Regions from separate parts of the Anser cygnoides genome. Here regions 2, 3, 4 and 5 are each linked to region 1. The links are chromatin contacts, called in public Hi-C maps. All regions are on one chromosome and are shown on one strand. The core of a region is the stretch at or near the end of the contact, and the rest is flanking DNA. Distances in the headings are between cores, read along the strand shown. Region 1 overlaps RAD51B (RAD51 paralog B). Region 2 overlaps RAD51B (RAD51 paralog B). Region 3 overlaps RAD51B (RAD51 paralog B). Region 4 has its middle 15 kb from the start of ZFP36L1. Region 5 overlaps RAD51B (RAD51 paralog B).

Evidence for each region. A called contact is a pair of places that touch in the nucleus more often than the background predicts.
Region 2: a Hi-C map of liver shows a contact between it and region 1, with 4 times the contacts expected there. The contact joins two enhancer-like sites. A contact is called at or near these places in 2 of 7 Hi-C or Micro-C datasets (both in liver).
Region 3: a contact with region 1 is called in a Hi-C map of liver, with 3 times the contacts expected there. The contact joins two enhancer-like sites. A contact is called at or near these places in 2 of 7 Hi-C or Micro-C datasets (both in liver).
Region 4: a contact with region 1 is called in a Hi-C map of liver, with 2.7 times the contacts expected there. The contact joins two enhancer-like sites. A contact is called at or near these places in 3 of 7 Hi-C or Micro-C datasets (all in liver).
Region 5: a Hi-C map of liver shows a contact between it and region 1, with 2.6 times the contacts expected there. The contact joins two enhancer-like sites. A contact is called at or near these places in 4 of 7 Hi-C or Micro-C datasets (granulosa cells and liver).

The regions. Positions count from the first base shown.
Region 1 is chr5:29,148,407-29,151,296 of Taihu_goose_T2T_genome, reverse strand. The region is part of intron 10 of RAD51B (RAD51 paralog B); the gene reads right to left. Among named protein-coding and RNA genes, the nearest start is that of ZFP36L1, 150 kb to the left of the region's middle. Within about 2 kb of position 1,441, at least 1 of the 3 cell types and tissues checked has open chromatin away from gene starts, as enhancers often do. A contact at or near this core is called in liver, where this site is marked.
Region 2 is chr5:28,896,801-28,899,690 of Taihu_goose_T2T_genome, reverse strand. The region is part of intron 7 of RAD51B (RAD51 paralog B); the gene reads right to left. Among named protein-coding and RNA genes, the nearest start is that of RAD51B, 33 kb to the right of the region's middle. Within about 2 kb of position 1,475, at least 2 of the 3 cell types and tissues checked have open chromatin away from gene starts, as enhancers often do. A contact at or near this core is called in liver, where this site is marked.
Region 3 is chr5:28,967,576-28,970,465 of Taihu_goose_T2T_genome, reverse strand. The region is part of intron 7 of RAD51B (RAD51 paralog B); the gene reads right to left. Among named protein-coding and RNA genes, the nearest start is that of RAD51B, 100 kb to the right of the region's middle. Within about 2 kb of position 1,490, at least 2 of the 3 cell types and tissues checked have open chromatin away from gene starts, as enhancers often do. A contact at or near this core is called in liver, where this site is marked.
Region 4 is chr5:29,312,522-29,315,411 of Taihu_goose_T2T_genome, reverse strand. No RefSeq gene overlaps it. Among named protein-coding and RNA genes, the nearest start is that of ZFP36L1, 15 kb to the right of the region's middle. Within about 2 kb of position 1,436, at least 3 of the 3 cell types and tissues checked have open chromatin away from gene starts, as enhancers often do. A contact at or near this core is called in liver, where this site is marked.
Region 5 is chr5:29,010,818-29,013,707 of Taihu_goose_T2T_genome, reverse strand. All of the region lies in intron 7 of RAD51B (RAD51 paralog B), which reads right to left. Among named protein-coding and RNA genes, the nearest start is that of RAD51B, 150 kb to the right of the region's middle. Within about 2 kb of position 1,382, at least 1 of the 3 cell types and tissues checked has open chromatin away from gene starts, as enhancers often do. A contact at or near this core is called in liver, where this site is marked.

The DNA of each region.
Region 1 (2,890 bases), core at 192-2,691:
ACAAATACTGATTGAAATACAGTTATCTTTATACCAGTCTGTGAATACACTGGTGTCCAGACAAAGAAATTCCTTAAATATAACTACATTTAGTCTTTCACGGTTTTTAAGTTAGATTCATGCAAAAGTGAGCATACAGAAATTCCTAGCTGGTTCTGAGCCGACCTTCCAACACAAGAGTAAGGAGTGCCGTGCCATTGGAGGAATCATCTCCCAGAAGAGGTATAAAGTTGAGATCCAAATTCCTACACCTGGTTTAAGAAAAGAGCCCTTGGAAGTTCTGCAAAGACATTATTGTTAGTGCTCTGGACAAACGTAAATGCATTGTCATTTCTACCAGCTGGGCAGCTAGTTTCTATGGAAAAGGACTGCAAACAGTGTGCATTCAGTGCCTAGGTGCCTATGCAACAATGCAATTGTCATACAAGAATTACAATACAGCTATAAAATGTCAGTTAAGTCAGGCAATCCCAATAGCAAATTCAAGCTGGGCAGCCAAAGCACCACTTGACACAGTACTTTATTCTGCTTCAAAGCTCCATTCTTTTCAAATTCTTTCTAACATGTCTAATGAAACAGGCAGTCCAATGTGCTCAGAAGGTCATCGGTTTCTACCCGGAGCACCTCCAAAATTTAACAGGGCCTTGATTCCATTGCCAGTGTAATTTTGTTCTTTTTACTGGGTCTCGATCAAGTTGCATTCATGAGAACTGCAGGCTAGGTCAACATGTACCTCGAGGCTGTCTGGATTCTGTTAAGCCAGGCTTTTTGACCAGATCCTCTTCTCCCTCTCTTACAAAACACTCAGCAGAAAAATAAAATAAAATCTCTCTCTTCTACAAAATTAAAATAATTAAAATAAATTCCTTTTATCTCTCTAATTAAGTACCATCCTGTATTTAGTCAGTTGACAGCACCAAAGAATGATTTTTCTGTATTCCACAATATCATCCTCCCTCCCTGGATCTATTCAAAGCCTCTTGTACATATTTAATCACTCCTAGCCAGGCCTGGCTAATGAAATGCAGGGCCTTGCCCTGACCTGACCTTGCTATTTCTATTTTGGCTCAGCACATCCTCTGCTAGTTGGTTAAAAAAAAAAAAGTTGTTTCTCTCCTCTCTTGGACTTAAAGGTCCTGTTACTGGCAGGGGGTATGGTCAAGGACACTGCTGAATACAGAATGAATGACTGAATGATTGTGAACACTGATTTGCAAAACTCCTGCAAGCCCGGAAAGGACCACAACAACTTAAGCACAAAGGTTTTTTTCCCCCTTTTTCTCTTTGGCTGGCAAGGACTGGTGGTCACTGTTCAACTACAGTGAATGGCTTATGGCTAGAAAATTCTGTAAGAAAAATGGACTGCTCAAATTGTTTGCAGCACTCTTTCATAAAGCACTGGTATTCATTCTATGGTTTTGGGCACTTATTGTAACTAGAGATGTTCTTGGTTTTCCCCTTCTGCCCTTTCTATTTGCCAATACTGCAATTTAAAATCTATTTTCCCTTTCTGAGAGCTCATAAAGAAGTGTGATCCCATTTATGACCACTTAGGAAACACTGGATATTGGGTTAGCCCTTTTGTCACATGATGTCGGTTGTAGGAATTCATCAACATGCCAATCAGAAGTCAGGAGTGTTTCCAGTGTACAACTGAACAACATTTACACGGTGATTCATGTGGTCTCTTTAAGCTGAGTTTGTTTTCAAATGGTTTATGATTTTGTTGGCCATGAGTTTTGGTGTTGTTTGACATACTGAGTTGCTGGACGAACCATAAACCACATGTGAAGTCAGAAAGGGCATGGGACATCTTTTTATTCTTTGCGTGTAAGCAGCGCCTTACATTGTGGGGCTCTGGATACTGAACAGGGGTCCCAGATGTTATTACCAAACAACCAACAACAGCACAAAGTTCTGTAGGTAGTCTGTCTGTCAGAAAAATCAGGCTCAGTATCTCAATTCTTCGTTGTTCCTCCAATTATATATCAATGGAGTCAAGCCAGAGAAAACAGTGGTAAATAAGACGAAGATGCCTTTAGCTAGCTATCCAAAAATAATGCCCTATGTCCCGTGGGGCACTGTCAGCTAAGGACCAGGGACATATATCACATTTCTAATGGCCAGAATCAGTTTAACAGGTCCTTATGAGCTCTTCTGCATGCACTGGAACTGAGATAAAGAGAGTTAGATCTCCATTTATAAGTCCAGTCTTTTGTCAGCTCAACTAAAACAAACAGGTTCAAGTTGTGACATCCTGTTGAATAGAAGCAAGTAGGACTTTAAGGCACTGCTTGAAAGAAGAAATGCTAAAATCATGTTTGCAGTCAGCAGAGTCAAATAATACAGCTGTGTCGCCTTCCCCCTAATGCTGTTTATCATGTTCTTTTGTAGTCTGGTTTTCTACACAGACAACACTTTTGCAATCACATTCTGTATCCCAGTCTATATAACCTTTTCAGCCATTGATTGCTTTCAGCCAAGTCTGAAAAAGGTAGGGGTCCTCAAACATCTGTGAGGTCACAGAAAATGAGTGAAAATAGATGACTGAGTAGAGAAGAGAGTTCCTGTAGATGTTATTAGACTGCCTGAAATCCAGAGAGAGGACTTCTCAGCATGCCAAGTGCAGCAGAATTTGTAGATGTAGTCAACCAACCACAAAGTACAGGTCTGTACAGACTTCTGACTTCCTTTAGTCGATGCCCTGTGGGGTTAGATGAGCACCAGAACTAATGCAGAAGTTGGCCTTCAGTTGGCCATCTGCTGGTGACCATAAGTTGTGAGATCAGCAGTAGTGAAACCTGACTATGGCCTTACGAGGCCCCAGTCAAACGTCTGCACTTGCTAGGCCTCACCCAGCAGGAGAGCTCCTTGGTGGCATGCACCAGGC
Region 2 (2,890 bases), core at 226-2,725, 250 kb after region 1:
TATATCTCAACAATTCCTGGATTAGCAAATCTTGCCTTTTAATTGCATTGCTTTAATAGGATAGAGTTCCAACAGTTCCCTTGAATGAAAGTCTCTTATTGAAGAACACAAGTAGAATATTACAGGAAAAATACAGCTGGGAGCTAGATGCATAACACACATCTTTAGATCTCATAATATCTGCCATTTCATGACATACAGAGCTATGCATCGAAATTACTTTGCTTCAATGTTCAAAAAAATGAAGAGACAGGTGTCCTTGCAATGCTGTAAAGTTTGCTGGTGGATTCCTTTTGGCTCTGTTAATCTCTTTTTCCATCACATTCTATTAAACAGGACTCATGGAAATTCACCACCTTTTTTTTTTTCTCCAGCCCCTCAACACTCATCAAAAGGTAAGATTTTGGGGCCAGAATTACTACCACATGCATTATTAACTGCAGACCATGGGAGCAGTTTTGCTGGCATGTTGGGGGGGGTGGGAGGGAAGGCAGCAAATCAGTTTCTAATACTCACTCTGCTGTAAATGCAGCCATGTGGGAAGCAAACGAAACAAGGCTGGGGCCACAGATCTATAACCTCGCTCTGCAAACACAGCTCCGCTCGCCTGCAACAATGCACAAAACAAACGGAAAAGGCCTCTCCTCTAATGTGAGCATTGCTCTTTCCAAAACGGCTCCCTCTCCAGCTCCGCTGGCATATAGGGAGGAATAACGCACAATCCTCTAAAATCAGAACAGCCACTCCATCACTATCACTACAGCGAACCACAAACACCCAAAGTGTTTTCCAGCAGAATCCAAACCCAGAGTGGACAAGAGTCTGTATTCAAATGCCATCCATGTTTCAGCATTCCTTTGAACATGAATTTTTAGTTCAAGCTTAGACGTGGTTATCAAGTAACAAGGAGAATTCATCCAGACTAATAAAACATAAAATGGTGCCTCCCACTTATTGGTTCCAAAATAAACACCACAACCAGCATGTGTGATTAAATCAAACTTCATATCCAAACTAAACACTGTTTCATGCACACAATGCAGGGTTTAAAATACCACAAATGTTCTGAAGGGGTCACAGGGTACACACAGGCAAACATAAAACCAATTTACAGCAGGAAATTTGGCAAAGAGGTATGAAAGGGGTCGAGGAATTGCTATTTTGGAGGAAAACTAGTACAGTATGGCACGCACCTGGTTCTCCTTCAACACTGATTGTCACTGTATGTGAAAACGTACACTGCTAGGAAGAGGTTCTGCACAGACCTCAAGAGCAAATTGCCCTGATGTACTTCAATGTCTGTTTGTAAAAGCACCACACTATGAATATTCAAGTGTTCAGTGTGAGCTGACAACAACCCTTTCCCCTATCAGCTGTGTTTTGGATTTCACGCTCACTGCCAGAGGGCTCACAGCTGGGAATTACATATAGGTCATGTGAAAAACTATTTCTTTATATACTTCTGTTCTCAGGTCTTATTCAGCAATAGAGTAAAATTTCAGACCAGTTTCCAACTGTCTCATCTTTAACTGAGCTGAGCATGCAAAGGTGAGCTGTGATGCAACTAAAAAGAATCATCAACGCCACGCCAGTTCCCCCTTACCAGCATTCCCCCAAACTGCACACCACTTGCCTAAAGCACTTCCCTTTCTTCCATTTCCAGGCTCTTGCATAGTCCCACCAAACTGGCCTAAGCCTAATAGGTAAAAGCAGTTGCAGATCTAGGTCTGGTTTCACAGGATGCTCTGGCAGTATCCATCCTCCCTGGCCTGCACAACTTGAGTACTCTCCAGCCAATCTTTTCATGATTTTGCCAACATGACTCAAGTTTGATTTATAGGAAATTATCTTTCACTTAGAGTTCTGAACTTTTGAGCATTACAATCTAACGGTTTCCAATCATAAGGGCTGGAAAGAATGGAGAACAATAGTGTTCATGTATCCAGGGAGAAAACAATCAACATTGTCACTTCAGTATCCGAGCTCCCCATTTCTGCCAAGCAACAGGCCAAAAGCCAACATGAATTTTGTGAAACAGAGTTCTTTCCCCTTTCAGGTGATGAAAAGGCACCACCTTGCGGTTGTTGCTCTGGGAGAAAGGCTTCGCCAACTGCCAGAAAAAGATCTAGTACAGCCAATTCCCAGTTGTGTCAATAGAAATTTCAAAAGGTTCGTATAACCAAAAAAAAATCACAAATATCAGAGCACATTTCAGCTATCAAAGCATTCTGCCTAACAGAAGTGAATAGCTGAAGTTTTAGTATATTTAGTCTCAAAGTGAATATTGAAGTTCTTTTAAAACAAAACCAGCTATGCAAAAGCCTAAAGTAGGAAATTTGCAAAAGCCTAAAGTAGGGAATTTTGCTTATAACATGCAGCAATAAACTTCTCCATTATTGCACCTATATTTGTTATTGTATCTTTTTCCATAAGCAATAGCAAACAGTCATAGTCAAAAGCGAATTCAAAGAGACACTGTGCAAACACACAGCCCACCACCTTTGTGCAAAATAAAATACACAAAGCTGTTATAGGATGGTTCATTGGAAGTTAGAATAAGAATATTGTACTTACTTCAGTTAGTGAGCAAACAATATTTGCCACAAATAGAATCCTTCATCCACAGACCTTTTCATTAAAGCTTCTTTTTCCTTTGCAAGTTAAACTTGGGCCAGGGGAGGTACCAGGCAACACAGCTAAGAAAATAATCCAAATGACTTCTAGTTCAGTGTCTGGCTACTAGAAAATATGTCCTCTTATCAAAATGCTGTAACCACATTCTAAGGTTAATGCAATATAAAATAAGTAACAGTGTACTGATGGAATACAAAATAACAGAATACATTTCAGAAAATATATATAGCCAGTATTCAGAAAGAACAGAAAGCAG
Region 3 (2,890 bases), core at 241-2,740, 180 kb after region 1:
TGTCTAATACCTGGACCAGGAAATTGTCCTCTACATACTCTAGGAGTCTCCTGGACTGCTTACAGCCTGCTGGGTGACTTTCCCAGTAGACACCTGGGTGGTTGAAGTCCCCCATCAGGATGAGCGCGTGCGAGCTTGATGCTTCTTGTAGCTGACTCAAGAAGGCCTCATCAAAAGGCTCCCCTTGATCAGGTGGCCTGTAGCAAACCCCAACCACAAGGTGTCCTTTATTGCTCTGGTCCTTAACATTTACCCACAAGTTCTCAACCTGTCCATGGCTGTTTCTCACAAGCATCTCTCCACAATCAATCCGTTCCCTACCAGAGAGCAACACCTCCACTCCTCTTTCCCTGCACCTCTCTTCTGAAAATCTTGTAGCCCTCTGCTCCAGTGTTCCAGTTATGTGATGTGTCCCACCACATTTCTATGACAGCAGTTAGGTCACAGTTCTTTCATTGTACCATGCTTTCCAGCTCCTCCTGCTTGACTGAGGTTAATGACCTTCATCATTAATGACTAAGGTTAATCCCTAAGGTTAAGCCTCAATCACAAATGACTAAGGTTAACCCTTGTGTAGCTATTTAGTTTCCCAGATTCTTTCAGGTCTCTTGGAGATGCCACATCAACACAGCTGTAATGTTGGGAAGGCGCCAGGTCAAGCCTCGTATGCCGTAAGTCTTAGACAGATGTTCATTTTCCATTTGAGAACCACAAACAGGCTGTTTCTCAGAAAGAATCTCCCAGATGCTGTCAGGTCTTTACCTTCCCCTCAGGAAACCACAGAAAGGAAAAAGATACAAGGATTTAAAGACTACACTCAGTCTGAGTACAAGGTCTGGGAACAGTTTCAGATTCAAGACAAAATAGCACATGCCAGATCTAAAAGCTGTCAGCCTCAAAACAGCAGTCGAAGTAAACAGGGAAGATATCACCTGACCACAAAATAGACAGTGACAAGGGCAGAGTCTTCAAAGATATGAGTATCTAATGCAAGAAGGTAGAACCGGAGATAATGCTGTAAGGAAAAAGTCCAAAAAAAGACAAAACAAGTATCTTTCAAACACTGGTACAAAATATAGCAAGCAAAATATGAAAGGAGAACATTTTTTAAACAACAAACTAAAGAGGGAGGATGAAGAAAATTTCTTGGAAGAGGTCTGCATCAAGTCTCATGAAGAGAGTCCAAACTGCAGTTACCAGAAATATTCAAGCCAAGTGTCTTGAATTTGTTGAAGGAAGCGTATTTGTAAGTTAACAAAGTTAAGACTGAGTGCTCAAAATTCCTCAAATCGTAATTTCCTTGTATCATAAACTGACAGATTTTTTTTTCTTACCAACTAAGAAATGACCACTGTGCTTTCCATTGTGTCCTTTCTTCCAAGTGAAACAAATTTTGCAAGCTAATCACCACCAGATGCCTTCCAGAATCAGACTTTTCAGCAGAAAGGGTAGCAGACAAGAAAAAAAAAAAGAGATGAAAAGGTACTAAAGGGGAAAAAAATTCATATGTTGTTTCTATTGCTGAGCCATTGCTAGGCACACAAGTGCGAAAAATAATTTGAGTTCTTTAAACGCAATTCTATCTCAATTTTGAACTTCAGAGCAAAATGTCACAGGAAAAAAGCTTGCTACCACACTATACAGTAACATGTAGCCTCATCACTAATTTGAGAAGACAAACCACAAACGAAAATGTATCAAAGAATAAAGCAGATGGGAAAAAAAAATAATTAAAATTAAAAACCCAAACACTTTCCTTTTATTTCACTAATCACTAACATCACCTGGCACAACAATGCTTGTCCTGAGCAACAGGCTGAGGTCATCCCAGTCTCTTACAAAATCCAATGAAACCTTTGGTTTGTACCCAAATTCTCCCTAGGGCAGATCACAGTTTAACTTCAGCCACAAAAGCAATAATCCCTCTTCCAGATATCTAAAAACAAATAAACTGTACCTTTTAAATTCTACTAATCCATAAAAATATTGTCTACAACTGAAAATATAACGCGGCTTTAAATACTCAGGGTAAACTCCTATGTGGGAATTATTTCTACCCTTTCTTATTATATAAGAGTTGCCCAACAACTCCAGAAAAAAACACCTTTCCCTTTATATGATGAGTGCACTCCAACAGAAATGAATGTCAGTAGAAGCAGCTTTCTCTGTGCTACTCTACACTCCATTCACAAGCTAGAAATAGCATAGGTCAGTGTTAAATTAGGACAAAGACAAATCCTGTCTTTTGGAAAAAGGAAAGCAGTTTAACCTCTGTCAGTGGCTATTACACCTCTACAGCAGATTTAACATATCAGGTGATGTAAGAGCTCTGCATCTGCTGCAGTACAAACTCACATGTATTAGCTTTTTAAGCCAACCCAGCTGACTTTCTGGTGAATAGTCCAAAGGGTATTTATGCAATTTGTTTGCTAACTTAGTGGTAATAACAAACAGCACTGGGGGTAATTTCTTGCACCGTTCCAGCTACAAATGCGGCAATGGTCTGCTTATGCCATCAGGATCTCACAGACACAAACAGAAAAGAGAAGCACAATGACTGAGCACAATGCTTCACAGGATGAGCTCTGGGTAGCAGCAGCTTACACCCAAACCATTGAGATAATGCTTTCAAAAAGCATAAAAACAGGAGAGATAGAGACCCTTATAAGCCAGCTCTTCAGAATGGCAGGCAAATAGAGACTATTCACGGACTGAATACCTAAAACACTTCACAGAAGCAGACAATTTCTACATGGTCAGGGCAGTGGTCCAGCAACACCTTCTTAAGATGGTTCAGAACTGTAGTGTCCCTCTCACTGCTGTTTCTTGATTATTCACAGTATCACACAGTATCACAGATTTCTAGGTTGGAAGAGACCTCAAGATCATC
Region 4 (2,890 bases), core at 187-2,686, 160 kb before region 1:
GCTTCCTCTGCTCACTTACTGCTGGGTGCTGCCCCGGTGAAGCAGCCTCCTGCCAGCTGCAAATCCAGCATGGCCCCGTGTCCTCCAAAATGAAGATTTCGTTCAACAGTTTTATGACTCTGTTACACAGCTCTGTTGTAAGCTTCCCACTATCTGCCTCAAGCAGCTCATCTCAGCGATTCCTCCCATGCTAATCTCTGTGATCTGTGACATGCATACAGCATCGACTGGAACAGAACCTCCCCTCTGCTGCGCCGTATTTGCCAGAACAGGCATAACTCAAGATAACCGGATTTGAAACAATCAGAGCAGGAAGCAGCAATAACTGGCCTGGAGGGAAGGCAGGGAGTTGCCCATAGACAGTTTTTCAGAAGGGTGCCCAATTTGTGATATCCGATCTCCTTCTGCGCTCCTTTAGCCCTGGTACAAAGGTAGGATGTAAGTCTTGCAGGAATTATCTTCACCCTCACTCCCTGGCTTCTGAGCGAGTGAGTTTAGATCTGCACCATCTTTTTCTTACGGCAGCGTTTCGCACGTGGTGACATGCGCAGAGACCTACATATGTGCGTGATGAAGACCTCCAGAGCCACATCTGCTTCAGACATGACACTGATGTCACCACCGCCGATGCAGATCTCTCTGTGGGAATGGTCAAGGCGGAGGACGGTGACGTTACTTTCTCCATGGAGCACACGGACCTCAAGGCTGGCTCTGGTACCGCTGACGCTTCCGCGGGCAGCACCCCGCAGCCCGTACGCAGCAGTGAGCCGGCCCTCTGCCCACCAGCGCCTTCATACCACGCGGGTCAGAGCGGGCCGAGGCAGGTCCTGGGCAGGCGCTCTCGCTGTCGAGCCGGCAGCTTAGTCACGGCGCTCTCCAGACAGCCATGTAAACATCACCCACAGTCCCCCGCAGCTGCCCTCCCCTCCGGCCTCTGCTGCAGCCCTGTCCCTCTGCGCCCCGTGCCAAGGGTCACAAGCTGGGACCAGCATTCGGGTGCCAAACGCAGCCCGTGGCTTTGAGCAGCCAGTCTGCTAGAGGTCGTCACACGCCTCCTTAAGCAAACAGGGATCCATGCCAGTTGATAAATCATTTACGAGGAGAAGTCAGAAGCAAAGAACTAGATTAACCAGGTCACTGGGTGTCCTGAGGGAATGACGTGTCAGTGGAGCTGAAACAGCAGATCCCACAGTTGCAATCTGCTGCCTTCTTCTGTCCTGACAGCAATTCATGGAAATCCCTGGAACTAGACACTAGTGATGGAAAAACCCATTAGCTCATCCAAGTCAGCTCGCTAGTTAAAGCAGTCACTCCCATTCTACATTTTTGGCAGAGTTAAAATGTCTCAAGAGAGGGGATTTCCACCAGTTCCTTCTCAAGGGGAAATTATTCCACCTATCAGGAAGACTGCCCTGAGTGGTGCTATTTTTGTAAAACAGAAGTAACTCCAAAGCCCAAGAGAAAAAAACAAAAGATTCTGATGCAGAAACACAGGCAGCGATGTTTTTCTGCCCCAACAGACATGTGCCATGCATGGCACACCTCCAAATGGAAACGCTGTGGGCACACGTGTGTGTTTATATATATATCCACCTAGGTGTGTTTATGTGTGTGTATACACACGTCCTCCCTCTGTCCAAAGGGTGGTTATGACCTTGTGCCTCCTTGTATAATCGATGTGTTGTATTGTGATCTCACACCTAGTTTAGACTTATGTAACGCCACTGACATCAAGGCAAAGAAAATTGCTAAATTAACTCTGAGGAGGGAACAGACGCGTGGAAAACGGGAGGCATCAGCTGGGTGCACACTTCCCATCCAAGCCTGGGGAGCGGGCACGTCGCCTTGCCGGGCCTCGGCTCCCCGAGCTGTGCCTCGAGGAGAGCGACCACCCTCACCGTGGCTAACTACGTTGCTGCTCAAAGCACTCGGGCCTGCGGTGATGGGAAAGGTGTTGCAATGCAGAGCAGCGCTGTGGAGGTTGTCAGCAGAGGCTATGGAGATTTTTGCAGCCAAGCTTTTCAGCACCTGGGAAGCACTTTGGGACAGTGGGGAAATAAATTAGCTGTGCAATGGCGTTTAAAGCCTTATCATTAGTTTCAGAGCTAATTCTGCATTCAGATGAATGGGCGTAGCACACATTGCTGAGCTAGAACTTGTAGAGATAGGGCGGATCGCTCTCTGTTCCCATTCAGAAAGCTTTCGGCCAGCAGAGCTCTAACTTGCAGTCTTGGTGGCGTAGGTCTGGAGCAGAGATCTGCGGCTAGGGTAGGTACAATGGCAATATTAGCAGCAAACAAACCCCATGTTATCCAGGGCCCTGATTACCATTGCAACGGGGTGTTGGCTATATGCATCTTACGAGAAGAAGGCGGGGTGCTGCCTGGGCGTTTGTCCTGAATTTGTAACTCCTTCTCAGCTAGTTGTTTTATTTGCCTCTCACAGTCTCACAGCTGGCACAGCTGTCTTCCCCATCTGGAACTCCTGAAACTCAGGCACTGTGTTTTGCAACATTGCCAGGACCCGACTGCCATGTACCCGTCAGTTATATTAAGGCTGCCCTCACGAGCACGCTGTGCGTTCTTGCGTTATTGTAGGGAGCTCATGAAGGCTGCTCTGAGCATCCCTGGCTTTGGGCTGGGCCTTCTGCTTTGCGGGGTTTATACCTTGTTCGTTTAACACAAAACACAGTGAAGTGCAAAAAAGTCCTGTGAGGACTGACATGGAGTGTGGAAAAAGATCTAACCAAAAAGGCGTAGGTCAAATTCTGGGCCTTGGCCGGGTCCCTTTAATTGCTGTCAAGTACCAGTGCCAGTTGACCTACTAAGCCCCTTGCCCCTTGCACTGTGGAGGGATAAGAGCGGGTGAAGCCCAGTAATAGTTTAACTAT
Region 5 (2,890 bases), core at 133-2,632, 140 kb after region 1:
GGAACTTAACTGGAACACGCAGATATTAAAAAAAAAAGAGAAAAAGAAAAAAGGAGTGCTTTAGAGAGTATAAGATGTTGAAATCCTGGTTTTGCATCTCATTGATATCACGTGCCCTTTCCAGCAGTAATCTTTTACCCTGGGAGACACTGACTCAGAGGGAAGCACGCCTATAACCAAACTGCCAACAACTGCTCCCGAAACATGTGGTGTTACCCACACACACAACCGTTGGATTAGTGGGGTTGCCTATCCATTTACTGACCAGCCTCAACCTTACTTAACTCCTGAATTGTGACAAAAATCACAGCCTGAGGTGATGTAGCTATGTAACTTGCGCATTATGCACCTTTCTTTAAGTGGAGTCATTAAAGTAAGAGTAAATGGAGTAACCTAATAATGAATACATCTTGCAGGGCCTGAAAAATGTGAAAACAAACAAACATTTCATAATACATATAAAAAGGCTTTTCAATTAACATCCTGTTTTGAATACATGGCTGATCCACAGCAGCCCCTGGCAACAGTCTGCCAACATCTCAGCACGGCATGCTTAGACACTCCTGGCAGTGCTTCCACCCCTCTACACATCAACAACAAGCCTATTTATTATCCAGCCTGCCTGATCTACAGCGCAACGCAGCCAGAACCTGAAGCTATTTCCTTAAGATTGAATGAGTCAGGACACGAAAATGATTAATCAACATGAAGAGGTTTAAAAGCTGTGAGAAAACTGCTCTAAGTAAAAGCTCTGTGAAGCAAAGGTTGCGTTTGGAAAGTTGGGGCTTTCCACAGGCCAACAGTACTAGGATGCTTGTTATTTCTCTCTCAATGTTGCGATGATAGCAGTAGACAGACAGACAGAATGACTATTGGTCTTTGATACTATATTCAGCTTGAGAGACCTACGGGTACAGCTTTATGACCTTTGGCAGGCAAACAACCTCGCTGTGGTCCAAGCAGAAGGGAAACTGCATCAGCGCAATGCCAGGACCAAGCTACCACACAGTGCCTCTGCTCAGGTTCAAAGTGGAAGCAAAGCCAACCCACATCTACCTGCATAACACTGCTGATACTGACCTGGTATGGAGGAAACCAGCATGCAATTGCAGTGAATGAGAAAGACTTTTCTTGCAATAAAGAGGTGCCTTGCACCAGCCTCCACTGCCTAGCTTAGCAGAAATAAAACAAAGGAAGCTGCTGCTACCTCACTCCCACACCTTCTGGAGGTTCAGGTGAAGTAAGGCACAGCTTTGGACAATTACAGAAAGCAAGGATGCTAGTTGCCGTTCTAGTTGCTCATCCGTGCAAATCATATAGCAGTAGGATACTAATTTTAAAGCATTAATGCTTTAAAAGAAGCCTGGCACTGAAAAGCTGGTAGATTTTAGAGTTAGTTTCTGTATCTTAAACAGCAACGGTGCTATGGAGCATTGTGTTATTTAAAGGGAAAAGAAAGAGGTGAACAAAGTCAACCGTTTTGAGGGCTGACATTCAGCTACTCACTCTACTGGGAAAACGTGGGTGAAACAAAGCAAAACACAGGCACAAGTAAATACAGCTGGAAAGTATTTGCTGTCCCTTAATTAAAAAAGAAAGGTCTCCTTTGCTACAGTAATATGTTTGCAGTAGTGAGAGTTCTTACTTACAATCCCCCTTCATTTTATCTGTTGTGTATTTATCTATTTTGCAATATGCATTTGAATGTTGAAAACATTTACATACTTACACGCACACCTTATCCATGGCACTCTGTCCAGTTTTAAACAAAATGTATTGTTTCCAAATGCTGCTATTGCTATGGCCTTAAACAATGAGAGCTTCAGTACAGAGATTAATTATTGAAGGGACAGGGCAAAATAATCTTTTCCATGCTCCCTTATCACAGGGCTGCCAAACTACCTCTGGCTGAGTTCATTGTCCGTAAACATCATGTCTTCAAGTGCTGAGTAAATGACGGCGCTTGCAACTTTCACCAAGCTAGTAAGGTCCAAGATCTCCAACTCACATCACATGAATATGAAAGGGCAACTAGGTGATAGCAATTTCTGTGTCCCCATCACCTGGCAATAACCAGCGATCTGAACGATTATAGTTTATTGTGTTTTGGCTGAGCGAAGTAAACAGTCACTGATAAGATTAGACTCCTGATTTAAACTTAGGAAAACAAAGCCTCTTCCTTGCCCCCCCTTTCTTTGCTTCTTCCTTGTGTGCTTCACATTGGCTAAACTGAATTACAGTTGTGCTGTTTATTCAGCAAATCTCTTTACAATTGCATTTGAAATTGCCAGGGATCATCATCTTAAACAGATTCAAAATACAGACTCCTACACACTTCGCAGTCTCCCTCTTTACAGCTCTCAAAAGGTGGAGAAAATGGGGCTTAAAAGCAGATTGGAAGTATCAATGGGTGTCTTAGAGCACACAACTCTTCATCCATAACACTGGTCAATGTGGCCAGTCCAGTCTACCGGGGGGGGGGGGGGGGGGGGGGGGGGAGAAAAACAAAAAACAAACAGTAAGCAACCAGTGGTAGTGATTATAGTTAAACTGGGCCTTTATCCTCCTCTTTAACAGCTGACCCTGATGAAAGAGTTTCCTTAGAGACTTTAAGGAAGGCTGAATTTATAACGTAAGAACTCCTGGCAGTTATCATCACCTCAAATTATGAAGTGGTTTTGACTAGTGCGGAGGATCTAGAACCACAAATCCTGCCCTACTTTATTGGCTCCCACCTCCCTCGCAAGCTGTTTCACAGAACCCCAGCAAGCAATTTCTCTTCTTCCAAGGTGACCAAGTTTAGCAAAGCACAAGCCCACGTCTTCTCCCTACTAGTGCTTGTATCCGCGTACACACACACAGGACTTGCATCCTGCACATGGCACAGCGG